Linked DNA regions of Mus musculus: all the other regions are linked to region 5. The links are chromatin contacts, called in public Hi-C, HiChIP or PLAC-seq and promoter capture Hi-C maps. All regions are on one chromosome and are shown on one strand. The core of a region is the stretch at or near the end of the contact, and the rest is flanking DNA. Distances in the headings are between cores, read along the strand shown.

The links. Promoter capture Hi-C pulls out the DNA fragments that hold promoters and counts their contacts. Hi-C and Micro-C count contacts between places; a contact is called where the count stands out from the background. HiChIP or PLAC-seq counts read pairs in DNA pulled down with a chosen protein or histone mark. Capture Hi-C pulls out chosen DNA fragments and counts their contacts.
Region 1: a Hi-C map of B cells shows a contact between it and region 5, with 6 read pairs. The contact joins the promoter of Ube2i here to the promoter of Uqcc2 in region 5. A contact is called at or near these places in 2 of 39 promoter capture datasets (both in liver), 1 of 484 Hi-C or Micro-C datasets (B cells) and 1 of 9 other capture datasets (liver).
Region 2: a contact with region 5 is called in a promoter capture Hi-C map of pre-B cells, with 4 times the contacts expected there. The contact joins the promoter of Brpf3 here to the promoter of Uqcc2 in region 5. A contact is called at or near these places in 1 of 39 promoter capture datasets (pre-B cells) and 1 of 9 other capture datasets (liver).
Region 3: a contact with region 5 is called in a promoter capture Hi-C map of liver, with 3 times the contacts expected there. The contact joins the promoter of Chtf18 here to the promoter of Uqcc2 in region 5. A contact is called at or near these places in 2 of 39 promoter capture datasets (liver and pre-B cells), 1 of 115 datasets of contacts at active chromatin or transcription factors (pancreatic cancer cells) and 1 of 9 other capture datasets (liver).
Region 4: a FOXA1 HiChIP or PLAC-seq map of pancreatic cancer cells shows a contact between it and region 5. The contact joins the promoter of Msln here to the promoter of Uqcc2 in region 5. A contact is called at or near these places in 1 of 39 promoter capture datasets (liver) and 1 of 115 datasets of contacts at active chromatin or transcription factors (pancreatic cancer cells).
Region 6: a contact with region 5 is called in a promoter capture Hi-C map of liver, with 2.4 times the contacts expected there. The contact joins the promoter of Metrn here to the promoter of Uqcc2 in region 5. A contact is called at or near these places in 1 of 39 promoter capture datasets (pre-B cells), 1 of 115 datasets of contacts at active chromatin or transcription factors (pancreatic cancer cells) and 2 of 9 other capture datasets (adipose tissue and liver).
Region 7: a promoter capture Hi-C map of pre-B cells shows a contact between it and region 5, with 2.8 times the contacts expected there. The contact joins the promoter of Mettl26 here to the promoter of Uqcc2 in region 5. A contact is called at or near these places in 2 of 39 promoter capture datasets (embryonic stem cells and pre-B cells) and 1 of 115 datasets of contacts at active chromatin or transcription factors (pancreatic cancer cells).

Annotation. Positions count from the first base shown.
Region 1 is chr17:25,271,858-25,274,942 of GRCm38.p6, reverse strand. It overlaps Ube2i (ubiquitin-conjugating enzyme E2I), which reads left to right and starts at 1,512. Exons shown (of 7, transcript NM_001177610.1): 1 at 1,512-1,622. It overlaps Gm17801 (predicted gene, 17801), which reads right to left and starts at 819. Exons shown (of 1, transcript NR_027452.1): 1 at 1-819.
Region 2 is chr17:28,799,570-28,802,476 of GRCm38.p6, reverse strand. It overlaps Brpf3 (bromodomain and PHD finger containing, 3), which reads right to left and starts at 1,351. Exons shown (of 13, transcript NM_001081315.1): 1 at 1,116-1,351.
Region 3 is chr17:25,725,991-25,728,851 of GRCm38.p6, reverse strand. Chtf18 (CTF18, chromosome transmission fidelity factor 18) reads left to right here and starts at 1,437. Exons shown (of 22, transcript NM_145409.2): 1 at 1,437-1,605; 2 at 1,732-1,911; 3 at 2,004-2,151; 4 at 2,303-2,477. The coding sequence starts at 1,515. Rpusd1 (RNA pseudouridylate synthase domain containing 1) reads right to left here and starts at 1,135. Exons shown (of 6, transcript NM_028009.4): 1 at 1,005-1,135; 2 at 461-649; 3 at 206-329; 4 at 1-26. The coding sequence starts at 642.
Region 4 is chr17:25,753,079-25,756,245 of GRCm38.p6, reverse strand. Msln (mesothelin) reads left to right here and starts at 1,868. Exons shown (of 17, transcript NM_001356286.1): 1 at 1,868-1,903; 2 at 2,024-2,114; 3 at 2,429-2,472; 4 at 2,822-2,868. The coding sequence starts at 2,027.
Region 5 is chr17:27,132,627-27,135,652 of GRCm38.p6, reverse strand. It overlaps Uqcc2 (ubiquinol-cytochrome c reductase complex assembly factor 2), which reads left to right and starts at 1,762. Exons shown (of 4, transcript NM_026063.2): 1 at 1,762-1,913. The coding sequence starts at 1,776.
Region 6 is chr17:25,795,486-25,798,653 of GRCm38.p6, reverse strand. It overlaps Metrn (meteorin, glial cell differentiation regulator), which reads left to right and starts at 1,609. Exons shown (of 4, transcript NM_133719.2): 1 at 1,609-1,789; 2 at 2,013-2,413. The coding sequence starts at 1,692.
Region 7 is chr17:25,873,779-25,876,895 of GRCm38.p6, reverse strand. Mettl26 (methyltransferase like 26) reads right to left here and starts at 1,396. Exons shown (of 6, transcript NM_026686.2): 1 at 1,170-1,396; 2 at 774-936; 3 at 617-676; 4 at 334-401; 5 at 157-235. The coding sequence starts at 1,366. It overlaps n-TGccc7 (a tRNA gene), which reads right to left and starts at 1,808; the gene lies at 1,738-1,808.

The sequences.
Region 1 (3,085 bases), core at 263-2,762, 1.9 Mb after region 5:
ACAAAGTAAAAAGATTACTGGGCCACTCAGAGCCACCGGCCACAAAATGAGAGCCCCCAGACAATCTGCTGATAACTTTGGTCCCAGATGGTACAATTCACAGGCCAACATCCCTAAGTGCCCAGGAGCCACCAGACTTGGAAGCTGTTTTGCAGGCTGGGATGGATCCAAACCAGATCTGTTGGGGGTACAGATCTAGTGTGTCAGGAACTTGTATCTAAGCCGACCTTGTCTACAACTCAGCCCCAATGAGAGACCAAGGTCCCTCAGGATCTGGTGCTCACTGTGATCTTAACTCTTAAACAGTACGGCTACGAACAGGAGGAATTAACAGGGTGAGCTCCAGGGAATGTTGGACAATTGTGGGCAAGGGGCATGGGACCTTAGTTCCTGTTTTGGGGCACCCAACAACCTCAAAAGGTAAGAGGAGAACGAAGGAAGGAGAGAGTGGTGAGTAGATGGACGGAGATACTGACAGATGAACACTGGAGTCCCTGGCAGCAATTGGACCCATAGTCCAAATTCCCAGGAAGCCCTTGTTGGCTGCAACTGGCCCCGAAAGGCCTCCAGCACGTGCCAAAAAAAAAGGAGCAGGCGCCAGAATGGCCACCAGGGGGCCAGCCGACGGTTCTAAGTACCCGTCCCGTCGGTGAGTCGGTGAGGAAGCATCCGAGCTGGGTTGCAGAGGACTGGCCGAGGAAACTGGACTAGGCCACGGCGTGACAAAAGCGTGTCCAGCGGGGCCAGCAGAAGCCGCACAGGGGTTTCAGGTGGAACTAAGGTGTGGGGTGCGGCACAGGGAAGAGGCCTGGGGCGCGCGCGCGGGGGGGGGGGTCCGCGGGTGCTGCCCCTCCCCCACGGCGCAGGCCCATTCCCCTCCCCCACTAGGGGGCTAACTCGTAGGTTAGGGAGCATCCACATTTCTCTCCCCGTCGGTTTTGCTTGCGTTTGGCCCTTTGTATGAGGCTAGTTCATTGGATAGTTTCGAGGTTCACCCCGCCCAAGTTCCTGAGCTGGCCAATTGCAGAAAGTGTCACAGCGCGCTAAGTTCCGGGGATCGTCACCGTACTGCGACGATTCCCAGGATGTTTAGGCCTCAGTGATCTTTGCTCCCGGGACTCGGGCCTTGAGCCCAAGGATACCTCCAGAGCCTGTGCCCGGGAAGGTGCCCTCTGAGCATCCGGATGACCCTTGGGAATCTATGCTTCTTTTTCCTCACACGACTCTCTGATGTGTCCTCGAGTGGACGCGCTCATCCCGAAGAGGAGTTTGCAGACGCTCCCTCGAGCCTAGGACGCGGCCCCTTTAAGAGTGCGGCCGTTCAGGGCACCGCCTGCTTGGACAGGCGCCCTGGGCTCGGGCTCCTTAGGCGGTCGCGGGCAACGAGGGCGCGGCAGCCGCGTGCGGGCTGCGGGAAGCTCGTGTTTAAGTAGACGCGTAGGCCACCGGACGGGAGGGACGGTAAGCTGAGCAGGCGTGTGGCGGGCAGCCCAGCTCAGGCCCCGCCCCGCCCGCTGGGGTCCTGCGCTCCGTGCTGCGCGCGGCGGGCGCGGAGGGAAGTCCCGAGACAAAGGAGCGCCGCCGCCTCTGCCGCCGCGACGGTCCGGGCCGCGGTCGCCCAGGTGAGCCGCCACCGGCCTGCGCACGCACTCCCATCTTCGCCCGGACTCGCCGCCGTTCCCAGTGAGCTTCCGGGAGGCGCCGAGCGGAGCCACGGCGGCCTCCTCTCGCTCGCGGCCTCCGAGTCTCGGCCTTCGGGGCACTAGGGCCCAGCCGCTGTGCCACGGGAGAATACAGGGTTGGGAGCACGGCCCACTGCCCCCCTACTCTTGGCGAACTGAGTTCCGCCGACCCCGCAACAGATAATCTGAGCTTCCCAGTAGCTCCCAGACGCGTTCTGGGCGGTGCTGGGCTCCGTAGTTAGGCGAGTGAGAGTGCGGAAGGCCGTGAGTACTGGGCCGTGTCGGGGCCTGTAAGCACCCGGAGTCACATCAGAAGGCTTCGTTCGTTACCGAGACGCTAGGCTTGTAGCTTGGGTTTTTGTGGGGGAGTCTTGTGTATATTCTCTGCCCCACCTTCCTTTATTCTTAAGGAACTGTTGTTTTAGTGGATGAGTTAGTTACCTGCCTGCATAGCAGAAAACGGGCGTCGAAGGGGAGTTTGTTTTCTTTCTAAAGGTATTCAGGCTGTGAGTGATCGCAGTCCTGCCCTCCTCTGGCTGTCTCTGCCACTGGAAACTTAACAAACAGCGTGGTATACTTACTGAAGGATCCTTAGGGCCTACAGTGTGCATTCGAGTAAAAGAGGCCGCTTCGCCCTATCCAAGCCAGCCGTAGTGCCTGGTACCCATGTTCCCTCTGCCGAGGTGGGCGGAGATAAGCAACCTTGCACAGGCTCTCTGACCGGTAAGTAGCTCTGAAGTAGGTGGTGTCGCCAGACAAATACTGTACACTGTAGGAAGCCTGGAGTCATAAGACCCATCCCTGTATGTCCTTCCTGTCTCTAGTAGTGGGGAGGGGAATGGTTTTTTGGTTTGGTTTGGTTTAGTTTGGTCATTGCATCACAAAACTTTTAGCTCGTGAAGTGACTGTTTGCCTGGGAAGGCAAGTTGTGTTTAAGTGGCTTTTGGAGTGCTTGCGGGAGCAGCAGCACTGCCCCCCAAGTTTCTGCCTAGATCATTGCCAGGGTGCTCCTAGGGTTCCTTTTCCTCGACCGTGGGGCAAAAGGCCTTTAAGAGTTCTGATAAGAGCCACCTCTCACTTCTCCCTGTTTTTGAGACAGGATCTCTTGTAGCCAAGGCTAACCTTGAACTCTTGGTGATTCCCTGGTTCTGTCTCCTTAACACTGAGTGTCCAGGCAAGAGCAGTTGAGCTAGCTTCTCGGTTCTTCTCACTTAGGATAGCTGCAGTTGGATGCTAGGACAGAGTTCTCTGGGCACACAACTTTATCCTGAAGTCAGTTACAGCTGTCCCAACAGCTTTGTGTGGCCCGGTGTCCAGGCTTCTTTCTCCAGAGCACTGGCCCCGGGCTCCAGAGAGAAACCTGTTAGGAAACCCTGCCCAGACTTGCTTGCCATCTTCTGCCA
Region 2 (2,907 bases), core at 102-2,601, 1.7 Mb before region 5:
CTGTTCAACCCGAAGCCCTGAGGGCACGAGATCCCGTACCAACCTCAAGGTCTCAAAAGTAGTCCCAGCCAACAGATTCCATTCCCCAATTCTCCAAAGGCAAGCAGCCTCTGGAGAGGAAACACACACTTCAGTATCGATTTTGAAGAATCTACAAGAACCCCATCCTGTAGTCTCAGAAGTCGTCTCCATCCCCATTCGGGGCTCCCGCGATGCGATCACAGGGGGCAAACCCATGGGACCCAGCTGGGCTACTGCCAGGGGAAACCAAGAGTTTCGCCTACAAGGAGCTAACAACTAGACCAGGGTTGGTATTTTTTTTTTGGCGGGAGTTTCCTCACGTACACAACTCTTCCCATACACACACTGCCGAGTACCCCCAACAGCCCCCTTCAGAGACGTTCTTAGCGACCCGGGATCCCCAACTCGACCACCTCACCCTGGCCCCCGAATGAGGAGTTTCAACAATTGGACGGAACCCGCCCTGCACGCCACACAAGGGACTCATGAGACCAGGTAAGACTCCAGACAAGGTCTCTGTCCCTTTAAAGGGACTCCTCTTCCAGTGGAATCTTCACGACACCCCCCGAAGGAGAAAAAAGAGAAATATCTCCCCCTAAAAAAAACAACCCAGAGGGTAGGCGCACCACAGATAGACGCAGAGTCCGACCCTCACAGAGAAAGCGAGCGCCAGCGAACGGCGGAGGGGTGGGGAGGGGGGGGGAGGACGCGGAGATGCAAGCACTTATTGGCCGCCCAACCTGCCCGTCAAGGGGGAACCCGTGCGCCGAGGGCGGCCCCTGAAGGCGGGACTCTGGTCTAGCCAGGCCAATAGGGGAGCACGGGGAGGGCGGGGCTTAGCCGTTTGGCTGCCAGGACCGGGGAGAAACAAGATGGCGGGTGCGGGAGGGGGTCCTCGCTTTGCAGCTCCCTTCCGCGCGCTTTTCCCGGCCTCGTCGCCGCCCTCGCTCCGGGGGAGAGGTCGCGCGTCACCCCCACGCCCCATCGGGACACCCCTGTGCGCCCCGGCCGCCCCCTCGCGCGCAGCGCTCGCTCCCCGCCGGCCCCCGCCGCCCCCGCTCGCTCCGGCCCCGCCGCCGCCGCCCCCATTTTACCTCAGCCGCCGGCCGGGCCCCTAGCTTCGGGGGCCCCCTGAGCGCGAGCGCGGCCGGCCGGGTGAGCGGCCGGGCGAGCGGGCCGGGCGAGCGAGCAGCTCCGTGCGCGGCCCGGCTGAGGGAGCGCGGCCTCCTCCCGCTCCGGCCCTCCGCTCCGTCTCCCCGGGCCCGGCCGCCTCTCCCGGGGGAGGAGGGGGAATGGAGCCACCGCCGCCACCACCGCTGCCGCCCGCCACGGAGCCCGGCCGAGGGGAGGGAGGGATCAGCCCCCAGGCAGGATCCGCCCCTCGGCCTCCCCCCGCCACCTCCACCCCTTCCCTCACTCCCTCCCCGGATCGAGCCGCCGCACGCGAAGCGGGAGCGCGAAAGCGCGGGGAGACCGGAGCGGATGCCCCCGCCCGAGCCCAGCCCGGCGCGGCGGCAGCGGCGGCGGGGAGACGGGCGGGGAGATGAGCGCGAAGCGGCAGCGCCACCTCCACGGGGCACCGTCCCCGGCACGGCCTCACGGTGGCGGTGCGGACGCGGCGGGGCCGCTTCACCCTGGGCCTGTCCCAGAGCTGATCTAGTCGGGGTTCCCACTCTGAATCCACGGAGCGGTGGCTCACCCCATCCCAGCCAGAGCGTGGGGCCACCCGCCGCCCCCGAGGTGGGAACGCCCATGCTCCCACCCACCCACAAAGCTCGCCCCAGGACGACCCCGGAGGGCCACACTGTGTGTGGCTTCCCAGAGTGCAGGTGGCTGCGAAGCCTCCAGAAAGTCGTCCCTCCCCAGGCCCCCGGGACAAAGGTCTAGCGATGTCCACCCATCCCCTCCCCCAGTGCGGACAGCCCGGGAAAGACCCGTGCCTGTGGTGTGTGTACAGGTGAGCCTCTCCTGGCACACAAGGCTGCCACGGACCAGACTTTTCCATCTGTGTGGAGTTTTTTTTTTTTTAAGTAAACATAAAAGTTTGACAGTCTGCTTAAGCGTGCCTCGTAATTCCGTTTGTCACTCTAGGCATGGGAAATACTTTTCCCCTTGAATTTGATTTGGCCAGGAGTCGGTTAATTTAATGCACTGAACGGCTTTCTCAAAGGCAGCCTGCCTGTCAAACAGCAACTCCCAGACTTTGAAGTGTACTCAAGCTGCCTTTTGTTCTAATAAAAGAAAAAATAAATAGAAGAAAAGGTCCCTTTGCCCCTCCACGAGCGCATGTACCTATAAATTTGAAAGCTTACCTCGTGACAGAGATCTTAAGCACCAATACTTAATGATGCTTATAAAGGATATATGGATAAACTGCTATCGAAGATGAAGATGAATGATATATTTTGAAAGCGTTTCCTCTACACGAACGGCTGGTGAGACTTTCAATTGCTCGATTGGCTCTGGTATCCAGGACCTGGGTACTACAGTTGAAAGAGTAGAGAATAAACATTTCTCACGGCCCAAACCTTGTGTTTTTATTTACATTGAAGTATAGGTGTTCAGCATCCTAAGAGTTGAGAATTTACCAGTTGAGTGAAGCATGGAAGTTGGGTTTCCTTACAGGAGTGTGTTCTTGATAGATGGTAATAACATACTGCAAAAATAACCAATTTTTAAGAAGGAAAGGGCGTGGCTTGTGGAGCCAAGCAATCGCCTCCGCCAGCACCCCCACCCCACAGTGTTTTGAAAGCTTTGAAGCAGAAATGCTGTGAATTAGTCAACTGTTGTTAAAGCTTGGGGGAATAATCACAGGAGGGAAGGTGTGGAAAGATTAATTGTGGAAGGGAAGGCCCTAGAGGAAGAAAATATTGCAATTACTTTTAG
Region 3 (2,861 bases), core at 188-2,687, 1.4 Mb after region 5:
TGGCTTTCCTGGACATGGCCTCGGACCTGTCGAGCAAGGACATCACATGCAGCTCACTGGGCCACACTGTCATCTCTGAGAGGAATGTGGCTGAGCTCTAGATAGGCACATAAGCCTGGCACGGAGCTTCAGTTGAGAGGCCTGCTGGAGTAGGCTGTGAGCCTTGGGTCTCCACACAGCATCCCAGGAACTGGCCAGGACTTACCAGTGCCAGGTAGGCTTTGGTGACTCGCCGTTCCTTGAAGCATTTATAAGCACTGCCCGCAGCTGCCTTATTCAGGGCTACGCACAGTGCCCCACTGGTGGAGAAGTCCAGCTGGTGGCAGAACCTGGGAACGGGCAGAAGAGCAGCAGTGGCTGGACCCTGTGGTGCTCTGGTTAGCACCTTTGTGGCAGAGTCCAGTGTCCCAGCATCCTTTGGAAGGATGCTGCAGTGGGGCTCTCCATGTTGGCTGTGTACCTGAACCCATAGCAGGTGTCAGGGTCAGCCAGCTCTGGGAAGTGGTGTCGGAGCTGCTTCTGTAGGGTCAGGGTCTCCCGCCAGGTCTTGCTATCAATGCGCAGGTCCCAGTGCTTGTTCACCACCAGGAAGTCGCTGCTCTGGTACACGATGGACAGATTTTCCATGCTGCCAGGCTCCATGGTGGGGCTGCACGCAGGTGGGAGTGAGCCTGGGGTAGGAGGGTGCCTGACCTGGTCTTCAAGTACTGTACACACTTACTGGGGCCAGAACCTGCTGGAACCCTTTATGTCTTCCACAAGGGCCCATGCCAGGGGTGTCAGCTCCGGAATGGGAGTCTGGCCAAGGTCAGGTGATTCTGACTTGCCATGGACTCAGGGTTAGGGAGCTCTCCCTGACTTGAAGTGGAATAAACAGCCTGGTTGTCCAGCTCACGCCTACACACTTCACGCTAGGTTATTGCCCAGGACCACCCAGGACTTCAAGCGCTCCCTAACTTGCCTCCCACCAGCCTGTGACCACAGGCAGACCCTTTAGGACTTACCTGCAACAGGGCCAAGGGACCAGGATGTCAATTCTCAGCTCTGCATCCAACCTCGCTTCCCTATACTAGGAACCAGGTCTTGGCCTGGCTGGCGCGCAGCTCCGCCTTTTCACCCTGCCCATTCCACTTTCCTAATGGATGGTCGTACTGGCCAATGGCATTCCGGGCCTGGAGCTCCGCCCACTGAAGAATGGTAAGGCCCTACCCGAATAGTCTGCGCACGCGCTTTTTTAGTCCCACCTATTTCCCCGCCTCCCCCACGGATTACTTACTGTACAGGCCAATAGAAAGCGTTCTTGATCCTCCACTCCAACCATTGAACTATTATTCCTCTCCTCCCGCCCTCTGGGAGTAAGACCCGCCCTTCCCCGCTGGCCAATGGCGGGCGCCTCTGGGAACGTCGGCTGTTGATTGGCGGTATTGGAGGCTCTCGGGGCGGGGTAGCGCGCGGTGGCGGCGGCGCGGGAAGTTCTGAGGGACTCTGAGCTGTGGGAGTTGTGGTCTGGCTCCATGGAAGACTACGAGGAAGATCTGTATGGTGTGGAGGATGATTTCCAAAACCAGTTCGCAGCTGAGCTCGAAGTGCTGGCTGAGCTGGAAGGTGGGCGCGGGTCCTGGGTCGTGGCTGCATCCTGCTGCAGCATGGAGAGCTGTGTGGATGGGATTGGTAACGGCTGGGAGTTCGCTTCTTAATGTGTGTTGCTGCTATCAACCTCTGTCTCAGCAGGAACACGGGACCAGGCTCCTCCTGGGACCCTCCAAACTCCAGCGAGCCGCCCTCCGCTAACCTTCGAAGAGGCCATCGCTGGTGGGGACACTGTCCCGCGTCCCTGCCCTGCAGGGTCGCCAGGAAATGTCAACCGCAATACTAGAAAGAATGTTCGTAGGGACCAGCCCGCGCCCTCCAGTATGTCCGATTGGGGACTGAGCACTTAAAGTCGGGGAATTCTGAGGATCAGTTTTCTATTCTTTCACCTCTTTCTGCCTCTGTCTCTGCAGGCCCCATGGTCAAACGACCCAGGTTGGACGTGGTGAAGAAGCTGAACTTTGAGCCAGATATGGAGGAGCTCTTATATCCAGATTCCCCTCCTGGGGACATTACCCCTCCACCGAGTCCAGAGGTCTTCCCTGAGATGTTGGATGCTGGGTGTGTTGCTTAAGGGCATGTAATTCTGACTTGGAAAGCTGCCTGTCCCTGCATGAGGCTCTGGAAGTGGATGTCTATGGGACGGCAAGAGGAGTGAGTGTGGGTCAAGCACCCCATTTGAGAGTGACAGGGAGCTGCTTGTCTCTCCTAGGTATTCAGATGCTAATGCTGACAAAGACCTCATGCAGACATTGCCAAGTCCCCGAAATCGCAATCCTGTCCTGAGACGGCCTCCTATCTTAGAAGATTATATCAATGTGACATCCACAAGTGGAGAACGGGCCTTTTTGGTGCTTCGGGCTGACCTCATAGGCCCTGGGGTGCAGGTGTGTGGCCATAGCATGGGGTTTGCCATGGTATTGGTTCTTTTATGTTGCCAATAGGCTCTCAGCAGGTTCTGAGGCCAGTTTCACCTATCTGAATTGCTAGAAACAGGCACGCCAGGTAGTCCAGTGTTGGAAACAGCAGTGCTACTTTTGAGGCTACGTGGCCTTAGAGTGCCGCCTTGTACCCCATATATTAGCTTTCTGTTTTTCTTTTCCTCTTCACCTTAAAGCTGACTTCCCTTGGACCAGGCCCATCTGAGGGCCATATCCATCCCCTCTCTAATTAGGAAAGGTCATTTCTGTCCCTCTGTCAGCCTTTTTTGGGGGGTGGGGAGAGAAGGGCACTGTGGATGCCTCCATGACCTGGGAGGGTTATAGAGATGA
Region 4 (3,167 bases), core at 619-3,118, 1.4 Mb after region 5:
CATCTCCAGCAGTGCCTCTTGGCACCTCCAGCCCAGCTGGCCAAGGGTCAGGACAAGCACAGCCCAGGTTCTGAGAACTGTCAGAAGAGCCAGACACTCTCTGCCCATCATGGGCGTTCCACTCTGCCATGCCTAGGGGAGTGGCAAGGACTCACCTCCCTTCTGCCCCTCACTTCCTGTGTAACTCTAGCTGGCCTCAAGATATCTCCATGCTTAAGGCAGAACCAGGTGGCCCCTGTGTTAACAACCCACCCCTGTTTTTTGATCCCACCCACCCTCACCCACCCAAGCCTGACCTTTGCAAGGAATGTGGTCTGACTTCATTTCCTATCACTCAGGGCTAGCCCTCGACTGGGCTGGGGGGAGGCTTTGCATGTGGCTGTAGAGACAGCGCCAGGCAAAGAAGCAGAGAGAGGCTGTGATTTTTTTTTTAACTGTAACCCCTCACCTGCCAAGCTGGAGGGAACTGGAGGGAGAACGCCCACTTCCCCTCACAGTCCATGCTGAGGAGCCTTCTGGGGAATAAGGGACAATGTTGCCTGGCTATAAAGGAAAACCAGGGTCAGCTCTCTCCATGGCTAGGTCCTATCTTAGAGTCCTAGACAGGGCCAGCAAGGCCTGGCATAGATTGGTGCTCAGCAGGTGTGTGGGTGATAATTGAGCAGGGGGTGCTGACGCTGATCACAGGCGATAACTGAGCAGTGGATGCTGATGCTGACCATAGGCAATAAGGGGTGGGCAGTGGATGCTGATCGATGCTGATCATAGATGGTAAGGGGTGGGGTACATTTGAACGACTCTCCTGTGTTCCTCCAGTCCTGGGACCCCATACCACAATGCCATGGAACTGCTGTGGGTTTTTCTGTTTCACACTGAGATGCGTCCTTTGTCCGAGACAAGTGGGTACCAGAATCTTGAATTCTACATAACTATAGGACAGTGGCTCCCATCTGCATCTCTTAGGATGTGGTGTGAAAGATGCAGATCCCAGGGCCTGATGCTGCTTGTAGAGGCTCTTAAGGAACTCACACTAAGGCTGATAGACAGGTTTTGATTGACATAAGGCTGGCTGCAGGCTTCATAGTCTCCTGGGTTGAGGGGAGACATTAAGACATGTTTCTTGCCTGGGCTCACCTATCCTACACATCGTCTCCTGGTACACAGTTTGCTCTACCTGCTCAGGGGCTTCTTAGTGCAGGAGCCTCCTGGCCTGTGAGGTCTCCCCAGACAATCCCTACTGCTGGGTTGTTCAGGTAACTCACATACGGGGGCATGAGAAGTCCATATTCTGAGCAATGGGGGGGGCCAAGAGAGACCTGAGATAAAGTCAGCTAGAATACAGTTCCACACATGTTGAGGAGGGGAACAGCTCCGCACTCACCCTGTCCACAGAGCCCCTGAGCCCCACCCCAGAGGGGACACTGGATTGCCTGGTACCCATTTATTTACCTGCTATCCTGATCACACCAGAGCTTGAAAAACTCTCATAGAAGCCATGTCACCCAAAGGGACTGATCTATGGAAGAGACATCACCCCCCTCTACAGCGTGGTCAGCCTGATGGGGCCATGTGTTTGTGCAAGTCACAGATACCTCCAGTCCCATGCCTCAGGCCCAGGGGTGGTCCTGCGTAATTCCCAGCCTGAACCACTCAGTGCTCCTGGTACAAACGGCGAACCCGTAACAACCGGAGCAGGAGATAGCCCTGTCTCTTTGTCCTATACTTCCAGTTCTGCCCTGCCCTGTGAGGCTGGAGGGTGAACTCAGCTGTCCACTGCGCCTCACAGCAGAGGTGCCCCACTGACTCAGACCCAGTGCCCCTCCCTATAGGAGGGCTGGTTTTCCTAGGGGCGGGCCTGGCAAGCGGTCAGTGTGGAGAGTCTGCCTAGTAGACACTACTGCAGGTGCTCACAGAAGTTGGACAGCTGCTTTCCCAGGCCCAAAAGCCCCTTCGTTGTCTCCAAACAGTGGTGTGGGTTGAGGGGTGGGACAAGTGGGGACCTCAGAGTCATTGTTATCCACAGACCATGGCCTTGCCAACAGCTCGACCCCTGCTGGGGTCCTGTGGAAGTCCCATCTGCAGCCGAAGCTTCCTACTGCTTCTCCTTAGTCTTGGTGAGTATGGGTTGGGCTGATCCCCAGGAAGTGGTTAAGGAACCTTCATGAGTTGGGAGCTTGCTTTCTCCTTGGGTCATTGCTAGGTGACCTGCGTTCCAGGAGGGTTAGGACTGAGAACAGTGAAAGGCCTGGAAAGTGGGGACACTCCGAGCAGGAATGATCCCTAGGCCTACAGAGCATAGGCTATGACACAATGGGGTGAGAGGCCTTAGCTCTCTCTACACCCAGTGGGCTGTGCAGAGGGCTGGGACCAGAGAGCAGCCCAGTTTTGCCCCGGCCTCTCTTGTAGCTTTGTACCCTCTGGCTCACAGGGTGGATACCACGTCTGCAGACCCAGACTACAAAGACAAGCCAGGTGAGGTCCTCTGAGGGAAACAGAAGGATTTTCTATTCTAGTCTTGGGGGTACGGAGTGATGTTTTCGGTACTTTACACATGAATACATACCATCCCTTAGTGTCACTTTTCAAAGAGGGCTGTGGGCAGAGTTGCTGATCCCAGAGAGTGGCAGAACCCAGGATGTAGCTGGGCCCTGAAAGGAGCTGAGTTGGAGACAGTGGAGCCCTTGGGTGTTAAGTCCCTGGCCCCAGAGGTAGCCAGACTCAGACAGTATCTGGACCTTGCTCTCAGACAGTTGAGACCAAGCTCTAAGGTAAAGAAGCTCCTATCTGCTTGGGAAATGTCAGTCAGACCTTGTTCCCTTAGGAGGCCACACTCCTCCATGCTGTGAACGGTGCCGCTGACTTTGCCAGGTGGGTTCAGTACCTTTGGGGGCGATCAGGAGCCCTTGTGGGCTGAGTGAACAAGTGCCAGACATCCAGGTTCCCAAATTCTCTGTCTTGTCTGATCTCTACCCACTCCCTCCTGACCTGGCTGGCTCAGAGTTAGGGGAAGGACTGTGTCCCAGGGCCCAAGTACCTTGTCCCTCAGGTTGTCACTTGTCCCAAAGAGGGTCATGAGAAGCCCAGGGTTATGAAGGAAGGGCTCTGGGCAGGCAGGCAGGCAGGCAGGCAGGCAGGCACTTCCAGAGGGACAGTGTTGGATTCAGATC
Region 5 (3,026 bases), core at 513-3,012:
CCCCACGGTGGGGAAAGAAGCAGAGCTTGGCTGTGTCAGGCAGCACTGTGGAATACAGAGAAAGAAATATTACCCAGCTGTAGAGGGAAATGGGGGAGGAAGATCAGGGGTGGCTCAGTAGCAATAGGAGGCAGGTCTTGGGCGGAGGTGGGAAGGAGGCGGAGGGAGGGGTTTAATCTGAGCAGATCAGTGGGTGGTTTAAACAGGGAACACTCTCCACAGTTCCCGAGGTAAGGAAAGGGAACCTTGGCTGGAGTGCCATGCCAAGGTGAGGCGCTTGGTAGGCATGCCCCTAGAAAATTTCCCTGATCACCCCATTATGTTCCAAGCCCCAACACAGCCTCACCTTAGCTGTGTTAGCCATGAAGCTGGGTGGCTTTCCTGAGGTTCATTTACTCCCTACTTCCAGGCATTGAGGGCCCCGGGTGGGCTGGAAGCCACAAGGGCCCACCCAGGTATGGCTTTAAAGAGCACTCGCCTGGCCACAGCCAACTTGGGAGTCAGGGGTGGCGAGACCCCTTGCCCTGTCTTGGGCTGTAGGGGGAGTAACTTGATGGCAGCAAATGGTTCTCCCTTCCACCTGAGGTACAAGTGTGGTAAGAGGTTGAGAAAGGTGCCAGGGTGCCAGGGAAAGTTCGTGCCCACTGCCTCCTTCTGTGGTCTCCCTTCCTCTACCGGCTACACTGCAAGGGCTGGCCAGACAGACAGTCCCGTGAGCTGCCCCACCCCCACCCCAGGAATTGCTCCCTAGGTTGTGAATGTTGAGAGACATTAGGGTCTGACAGACCTAGTTTGGAATGTGGCTTTGTTCATTCATTCATTCATTGAGCACTAATTTACAGAGTGAGTTCCAGGACACCTGGGGCTGCACAGAGAAACCTTCTTTCTCAAAAGAAAAATCACACACACACACACACACACACACACACACATATGATACCCATGTGATATATATATTATGTTAAATTTTGCCATAATAAAAACACTCATTCTTAGAGCTAGAGAAATTAGTTATTAAGAGCATTTATTGCTCTTACAGAGAATCAGGTTCGGTCCCCAGAACTGACACATGTACATGGTGCAGGTAAACACTCATACATATTAGAATAAAGAAAACACACTATAAAAAAATTGTTTTAAAGATTTCCAGGCTGCAACAATGTTTTTGGTTCTTCATAAGAAACCGCTCCATGTGGTGAGCAATGTGACCGGGAGGCTGGAGATGTAGCTAAAGAACTCTATCAGAGGTCCATGTGGTAGAGATAAGTACAGGGTGATGAGTGTGAGTGGGGCAGCTGTGTGTGTGTGTGTGTGTGTGTGTGTGTGTGTGTGTGTGTGTGTGTGTGTGTGTACACGACGGACGGTGTGTGTGTGTGTGTGTGTGTATGTGTACACGACGGACGTTAAGATCAAACACATATCCATCCAATAACAACCTGTATTTACATGCAAATGTTTCGTTTATGCAAAACAGCAGAGGTCTCGGGGGAAGCTTTTTCAGTCTCGAGCTTGTGAAGTCATTGAAAACGAAGAGCAAAGCTTTCCCCAGGGTACACCGCGTTAGCTTTGCCCCTGGGAGCTGGGCGAGTACCAGAACCAAGAAGCTGAAGAGCTCAGACCTCGCTCTCAAAGGTGAGCAGCGCCGCTGCCTGGAGGGGTGTGGGCCGTTGGTAGAACTGCGCATGTCCACGGGGAAGGCCAGTGCGCCTTAGTGCGCACGCGCCCTCTGCGGTCTTGACTACTCCCCCCCAGGGGCGGGGCAAGCGGGGCCCAAGATGGCCGCTCTCCGCTACCGGCGTTTCCTTAAGCTCTGTGAGGAATGGCCAGTGGACGAGACCAAACGGGGCCGGGACTTGGGCGCTTACCTGCGGCAGCGGGTAGCGCAGGCCTTCCGGGAGGGAGAGAACACCCAGGTGACCGGAGGGGAGGAGGGTGGGCACGTCGAAGCGATGGGCGGCAAGGGTGGGGGATCTGCGCATGCGTCGGCCGCTGCCAGGCTGCACGTGCGCGAGGTACCCATCTTGCAGTTAGCTGCGGAGTGCGACGCCTTCTGCGCAGTTTCCTTCCTTGTCTGCACAGTGTAGTAGTCAGTGAAGCGGCCCTGAGGTCCAGATGCCACTAAAGAGTCAAATTGTAAGGCGGGGTTGTTTCTTCCTTACCATCGTTAATGTGTCTGCGAGCCCAGCCTATCCCCAGACACCTCCAGCTAAGCCTCACTGCCTTCCGTCACTGTGAAACTGAGTCTCCCACACAGGTCCCTTGTGTGAGTAGTAGACCTTCTCGCCCCACTCAGGTTTAGGTTACCTTACCAAGCACGGCCATGTGCATGCATAGAACTAGGTTAGTTTCCAGGGAAATCGCAGTGAATTAGATGAGGTCTTTCTCCTTTTGCCTTTGGATTCTTATTCAGGACACGAGGAACAAATAGACTCATAAGACAGTTCCAATGAGTACTCTGATCGTGGTAAATGTAACATTAGTCGGGTTCCTGAGGCTTGCCTGAGGAAGTTACACATAGGTCGGTCTCGAGGCAGGGAGACAGTGAACACTGACTGCACTTCGGGAAGGGTGGCCAGGCACTTCAGAGGAAACCAAACTGACATATTACAGAAAAGAAAGCAAGCCTACGGGTAGTGAGTGGCATGTCTACAGCTAAGATTTGAAGCTGAAGGAAGGCAGGAGCCAGGCACAATACAGATTTTTTTTTTTTTTTTTTTACCAACAGATATGTCTCTGTACCCTGTTAATGCAGTGCCCACTGGGGCCAGAGGAGGGCATTGGATCCCCTGGAACTGAAGTTAGAAGTGGTTGTGAGCCACCATGTGGGTACTAGGAATCAAACCTAGGTTCTTTTTAACTGCCCAGCCACCTGCACTAGGGGTCAGATCTTACCAGGAAGCAAGGGAGAAGCCACCGGGGACATTTAGTCAGGGGACTGACGTGCCCTGATTTTCAAAGGTTCCTCTGGTGCTCTGGCATTGGGGAACAAGGAGCTGCAGAGAGCCTGCCGTGGTAGCACCGGAAGA
Region 6 (3,168 bases), core at 360-2,859, 1.3 Mb after region 5:
CCTCTGGAAGAGCAATCAGTGCTCTTAATCGCTGAGCCATCTCTCCAGCCCATATGTAATGTTTCTTCCAAGAACAGTCACACCACACTGTGTTTACTGATTCATCAGGAAAGTTCTGGTCACTCTCACCTTGTGTCATTTTGACTCTCTGGACTGGGGCAAGGAGCCATCTGAGCCTTCTTATTGGTCAAAGAGGGCCTGGGAGGCAAGGAGAAAGTAGTCAGTGTTTGAAGCTCCTCCCCAGATTGCCAGTGGGATCACTGGATCTCATCTGTCTCTGAGCGCAGGTCCAGGCCAACCGGAAGGGTTTCACTCGGAACCTGGAGGATCCAGAAACAGAGCCCTGGGGGTGGGAGAGAGAGAGAGAGAGAGAGAGAGAGAGAGAGAGAGAGATCCTTGGGGACCTGCCAAGGTTCTTCTTCTATTTTCCATCTCCTCCACCCTCCCTTCGGTCAGATCCAAAGGACAAGCTGCTCCAAGGAAGCTCTTCCCCATTGGGGGGTTTCACAGTGGCTCTATTTTATTTTAAGAGGTTCTCGGGGGGGGGGGGATAGGGGATTTTCAGAGGGGAAACCAGGAAAGGGGATAACATTTGAAATGTAAATAAAGAAAATATCTAATAAAAATATTTTTTTAAAAATGAACAACAAACAAAACAAAACAAAAAAAAGAGGTTCTCATGTAGCCCACACTGTCCTTGAATTCACTATGGAGCCAAGGATGCCCTTGAACATCTGAGCTGCTTCCTTTACTTCCTGCCCGCTGGGATTACAGGCAAGACCCACTACACTCTCAGTTTAACATTATTTTAAAGATCAAAGCCAGGGGTGTATGCCTGTGTGGTAGGTGCTCTATAACCTAGCTACATCCTCAGGCTGCCTGGGATATCTTTCTGATTCCCTTTCGGTTGATCTTGACTGTAGGAATGGCCTGTACTTTGGCACCGGCAGACTACCAGGCTTTGTCAGTCAGGTGGGTCCCTAGGCAGGTCCTCTAGAACGCCTCATTTTTTTCTTAGTATCCATTTAACATTGGAGGAGTGTGTAGTTAGGTCTGAGAATGTATGGTGGCAGAAGGAGATCCACACTACCCACGCTACTCCTTCCAGACCTAGCCAGTATTCTTTCTTTTCCCCAAACCGAAGGTTTGGCCTAGCTCCATGCTCCAGGCCCTCTGTACCCTCCCTTATGAGATGCAGTAACACAGGGGTTTTAATCTCTTTTCCTTAAGTACCAGCAGCAGGATACCAGTGTTCAGATTTTGGCTGCAGACTCTACTACTTCTCTTACAAAGTCCCACTGCCCCGAGGTCCACTGAAGGTAAGGGGTGGACAGCCTTCCAGATTCCAGTCGACAGCGAACCCCACCAACCCACCAAACGTTCCTATTGGGGATCTCCAAATGGGGAAACAGGAGCGCTTTCTACATCAACCCTGCCTTGGACCGAGCTCCCGCCTTGAGCCCGCCCCACCCCCTCGAGGGTGCTGCAATTGGAGGAAAGTTCTGCGGCTTGTGGCGATTGGTCCGAGAGCAAAGGCCCCGCCCCCTAGCCCCGGAGCTCAGAGGGGGCAGCGGCGAGGGGTCGCCGGTTGTGGGGACGCGCCGGGCCGGGCAGCCGCGCCGCGGGCTGCTCGCGCTGCGGCCCCGACCCTCCCGGGGCAGCAGTCCGAGGCCCCGGCGCGTCCCCTAACCATGCTGGTAGCCACGCTTCTTTGCGCGCTCTGTTGCGGCCTCCTGGCCGCGTCCGCTCACGCTGGCTACTCGGAAGACCGCTGCAGCTGGAGGGGCAGGTACCAGGAGGGACTGCGGGGAGGGTTGTGGGTTTATTTATTTATTTATTTTATTTTATTTACTTCTTGGGTTGGAGGGTTCCCTCCCACTTGGAACTGAGGAAACGCAGACTTCAATGTCCTGTTACACAGAGTAGAAGCAGATGTTGGTAGCCGCGGGAAAAGGGATGAGCGGGCTAGGGAACGAGGGTCACCCACCTGAGAACCACCGTCCTGTCCCCAGCGGTTTGACCCAGGAGCCTGGCAGCGTGGGGCAGCTGACCCTGGACTGTACTGAGGGCGCTATCGAGTGGCTGTACCCAGCTGGGGCGCTGCGCCTGACCCTGGGCGGCCCCGATCCGGGCACACGGCCCAGCATCGTCTGTCTGCGCCCAGAGCGGCCCTTCGCTGGTGCCCAGGTCTTCGCTGAACGTATGACCGGCAATCTAGAGTTGCTACTGGCCGAGGGCCCGGACCTGGCTGGGGGCCGCTGCATGCGCTGGGGTCCCCGCGAGCGCCGAGCCCTTTTCCTGCAGGCCACACCACACCGCGACATCAGCCGCAGAGTTGCTGCCTTCCGTTTTGAACTGCACGAGGACCAACGTGCAGAAATGTCTCCCCAGGCTCAAGGTCTTGGTGTGGATGGTGAGTGATTATGAGACTGGCTGGGTGTCAGAAATTGGCCCTCCACACTGACCTGATGGGACTGGGCCTTGCCACCCCATTGCATGGAGAGTCCTTCTGTAGCTTGACAGAGGCCACTCCGGTGGAGAGCATAGTGGCTTCCAGGTCGTAAGGAGGTGAGTTGGAAGTGCCCCCGCCTTTCTCTCCTCCTCCTCTTAAAAGATTCGGTTTAGGAAAAGAGCAGGAGGGGGCAAATGCCCGAGAGGCCAGCCCTGGGTCTCTGGTTTCTGAAGGATTGGGGGAAGGGTTAAGCTGAGGCAGAATCAAAGCCTATGGCCAAGGCTGTCCAGGGCTCCCTGGCCTGGTGGTGACCTCCTTCCCCTCCCCCCAAGCCCAGCCAACAAAAGTCCAGTGTGCCTCTTCGTCACCATGGAGACTGCCTGCCCTGCCTCCCTGCAGGGCACCAGGCCCAGTGCTTTGCTCTTCTGGAACTTGTAGCCTGACCCTGCAGGGAATGAATGGCTCTCTGACTGTTCTGCCCTAGCTAGAGACCCCCCCGAACTGGAGTCCACTAGAATATCCCTAGCTAGAGCTGGGAGGTCACAGAACGTTTCCCAGTGTTAGTCTGAGTTTATGAGATGGTACCAAGCCTGTGTATGAGGCACTGAGGTGCCCATCAGTAGGCATGTACCTGCAGGGTGTCTTCAGGCTATAGGATGCTGGGAGAAGGGTTTAGTCTCTTGCTCCTGTACCTTTTCCTCTTGGGAGGAGCTGTG
Region 7 (3,117 bases), core at 147-2,646, 1.3 Mb after region 5:
TGGTTTTTTCGAGACAGGGTTTCTCTGTGTAGCCTTGGCTGTCCTGGAACTCACTCTGCCTCCCAAGTGCTGGGATTACAGGCGTGCGCCACCATGCCAGGCTGGAGTGACTCTTAATCACAGGGAGGCTCCCCACCCCCACATCGCCCTGCCTACCATCCTCTCCAGGACCAAGCCACTGGCCTGGCCTAGTTCCTCCAGAAGGACTGTGTCACGAAGCCCCCACTCTGGGTTCCTGCAGTTGGGGAGGAAGGTAGAAGGCATTTGCAGAGTTGAGGTTATGATCCCGCCTACCCTCTCTCTGAGCCAAGCTACCTCCTAGCCAGATCTGACCTGCATCTGAGGGTCAGGTCAAAGTCCACGTTGCTCTGGGGAGAGATCTTCCCATTGACGGCATAGGGCTGTGAGAACAAGACACAATACATAGGCCCAAAGTCAGTCGTTCCCACACAGCTAGTTTGCAGGATAGGATGGAGTTCTTTCCATAGGAGTATAGAAAGAATAACTTTTTTCTGCACTCAAGAAGGAAAAGGGCTAGCTAGGTCCCGGGCCCTGGGCTTCAAGAGTGGGGAAACACCCAAGGCTGATAGGGGTGTCTTAAGGTAGGGTCACTCACCCCGTAGGTGATCAGCACAGCCTTGGTTTTGAGCAGGTGTCCTGCTGCTCTAAAGAGCCCCTGCAGAGGAAGGCAAGTAGGGCACAGTAAGCCGGGAGCTGGAGACTCATGCTTTCCTCTTTGCAACGTGAAAGCTGGGCTCCACAGTGGTCCCCACCTCTGTGCAGTTCAGGGGGCTGATGTGGATCATATTGATGCAGAGCAACAGGTCCAGCGATCGGGGTGGGATGCCGCCCCATTGCTCCCACTCCCAGGTCACGTCCAGGTACAGCGGAGCCTTCACATTGGACAACCCTTGGGCTCGGGTGGTGGCGGCAATGCTGTGGAGAGCAGCAGCGCATGGGCAAGGGCTGACGAGGCCCCTCAGTGATCGGGGTGTGGGGGGAAAGTCCTGAGGAGCAGCAAGCGGGTATCTTTGTCGACCCTACAGCCCATTGCTTCTACTACCTCAGTCTGGCACCCAAACCTAGGCCTGTCCTGATTTCCGGTCTGCCAGCCCCGCCGTTCACTCAGCCCCAAGCGGCCGCAAGGGAAAGACACCGCGCCGCCGCACCTGTCCAGGCAGCGTTGGTCCACGTCCGACGGCTGCCACTCGGCATTCGGGAAGGCCTGTGCAAAGTGTGCCGCGTGCTGTCCAGAGCCCGAGGCCACCTCGAGCACGCGAACACAGCGCTGGGCAGGATCCACATACTGGCGGAGTACGGACAGGATGGGCTCCTTGTTTCTCTCAGCAGCCGCAGCCATCATCATCGCAGCGGTGCGGCCAGCCCCAGCCAGAATGCGCGCGGGGCACCACGGGAGCTGTGGTCCAGCTCCTGCGCGGGGCACTACGGGAGTTGTGGTCGAAAGGGCCAGCCGCTTGCAACAGTATAACTGTTAGGAGGCCTCTCAACTCCTAAAAGGGTTTGCATCTGCGGGAAACTGATTCCGGCGGCCGGGATTTAGCGGTGACTTCGGACAAGGAACAAGGCTCGAGTAGAGGCTATGGTTTCCTGGAGTCTTTCAGCTGTATTTGTTTAAAAGCTCATTTGTTGCGTTTGCGCCTCACCTTTTTTGGAATGGTGTTTAAGATTGCAAGGCATCCTTCCTTTTCAGAGATGAACGGGAAAATAAAAAGAACATGCGCCGCCCGGGAATCGAACCCGGGTCGCAAGAATGGGAATCTTGCATGATACCACTACACCAGCGGCGCTGTTGAGCGAGACTGCAGTCCGTAGGGCATACGAATTGTGACGCAAGCATGTTAATGTAACAGCATTATGCCTGTGTCTTTTCTGTTGCGCTCCGTTTCTCTATTGGCAAGCGTTTGCAGAACAACATATCCCACCAGATCCCAAAGTGTTGTTGCTGTCGTCCAAGGGAAAGGAGAAAATGTGGGTACCGTGAGATTTATAGACAGGATTTGGTTCTGCGCCATGGAAACCATAGCGGTCGCGATCTCTTGGAAGCCTGAGGTCGCGCTCAGGTCCTGAGGTTCAACAAGCCAAGCCTTGTGGGCATGGGCGGTAACAGAATGGAGCTTGGGGAACCCAGATGCAGGAATCCTCGGGTCTGGGACACTTTGGGCTCAGATGAGCTTTGTGTGACGCTGAGACGGCTGGCATTAGCTCGAGGTCCACGGATAGATAGCAGGAGGCGGTCAGTGACTATTGAAATGAAATTCGAAGCGACAAGTGCACGGACAAGGGTACTTCTCTGATTCTCACCTTTGTGTGGTTTGAAGTGGTTCATTTCTCACAGGGGCTGGATTTTAGAAAATGTCCGAGACGTTCACGCTTGATTGCCAACAGTTAGTTCAAAGGTTGCGTGGGCTACTCTGCCCCATACTACATCATGGAGCTCAGGGTTAAACATGGCTCCTGCTTGGGGCTGTGTTTGAGGTGTCTATTCAGCCGGAGTGACCAGGGGTGTGAGTGTAGTCAAACTGTTAAACTATGTGAGTGACATGGCCCAAGGATGAGATATAGGGTGGCCACTCTAGAAATGCCTCTGAAAAGTTATCAGTCCAGACTCGGGGAAAGTCCTGAAGTCCAACCCCTCACCCACTCTGAGCAGCCCCTGACAGATGGTTATGGATGTCTGACATTGGTAGTGACCTTGACTGGACCTGAGTCAGACTCTCCCTTTTACAGCCTCAGCCTCTGCATACCTGGCTTGCTTTTCCCATAGATTATTCGTGGGATTTTGGGCAGAGGAGCTGGGGGTGTGAGCATCTTCCATATGTCCAAGTTCAGGAGAGGTCGTGGATGATTCTTTCTCTCCATCAAAGTGCAACACTGTTCTAAACATGCCCTGTCTCAAGGAGAGCCCCTGGAAGAGGGCCTGGGACAGCCAGGGAGCTACTTAAATTTCAACTGGGGCCTGTTGGTGGTGGTACTGGAGAGTCAGAGGCTAGTCCACAGTGAGAGAAACTGTCTGGAAAACAAAACAAACAAAACAAAACAAAGAATCAAAATTAATTCTTTTTTTTTTTTTTTTTTTTGGTTTTTCGAGACAGGGTT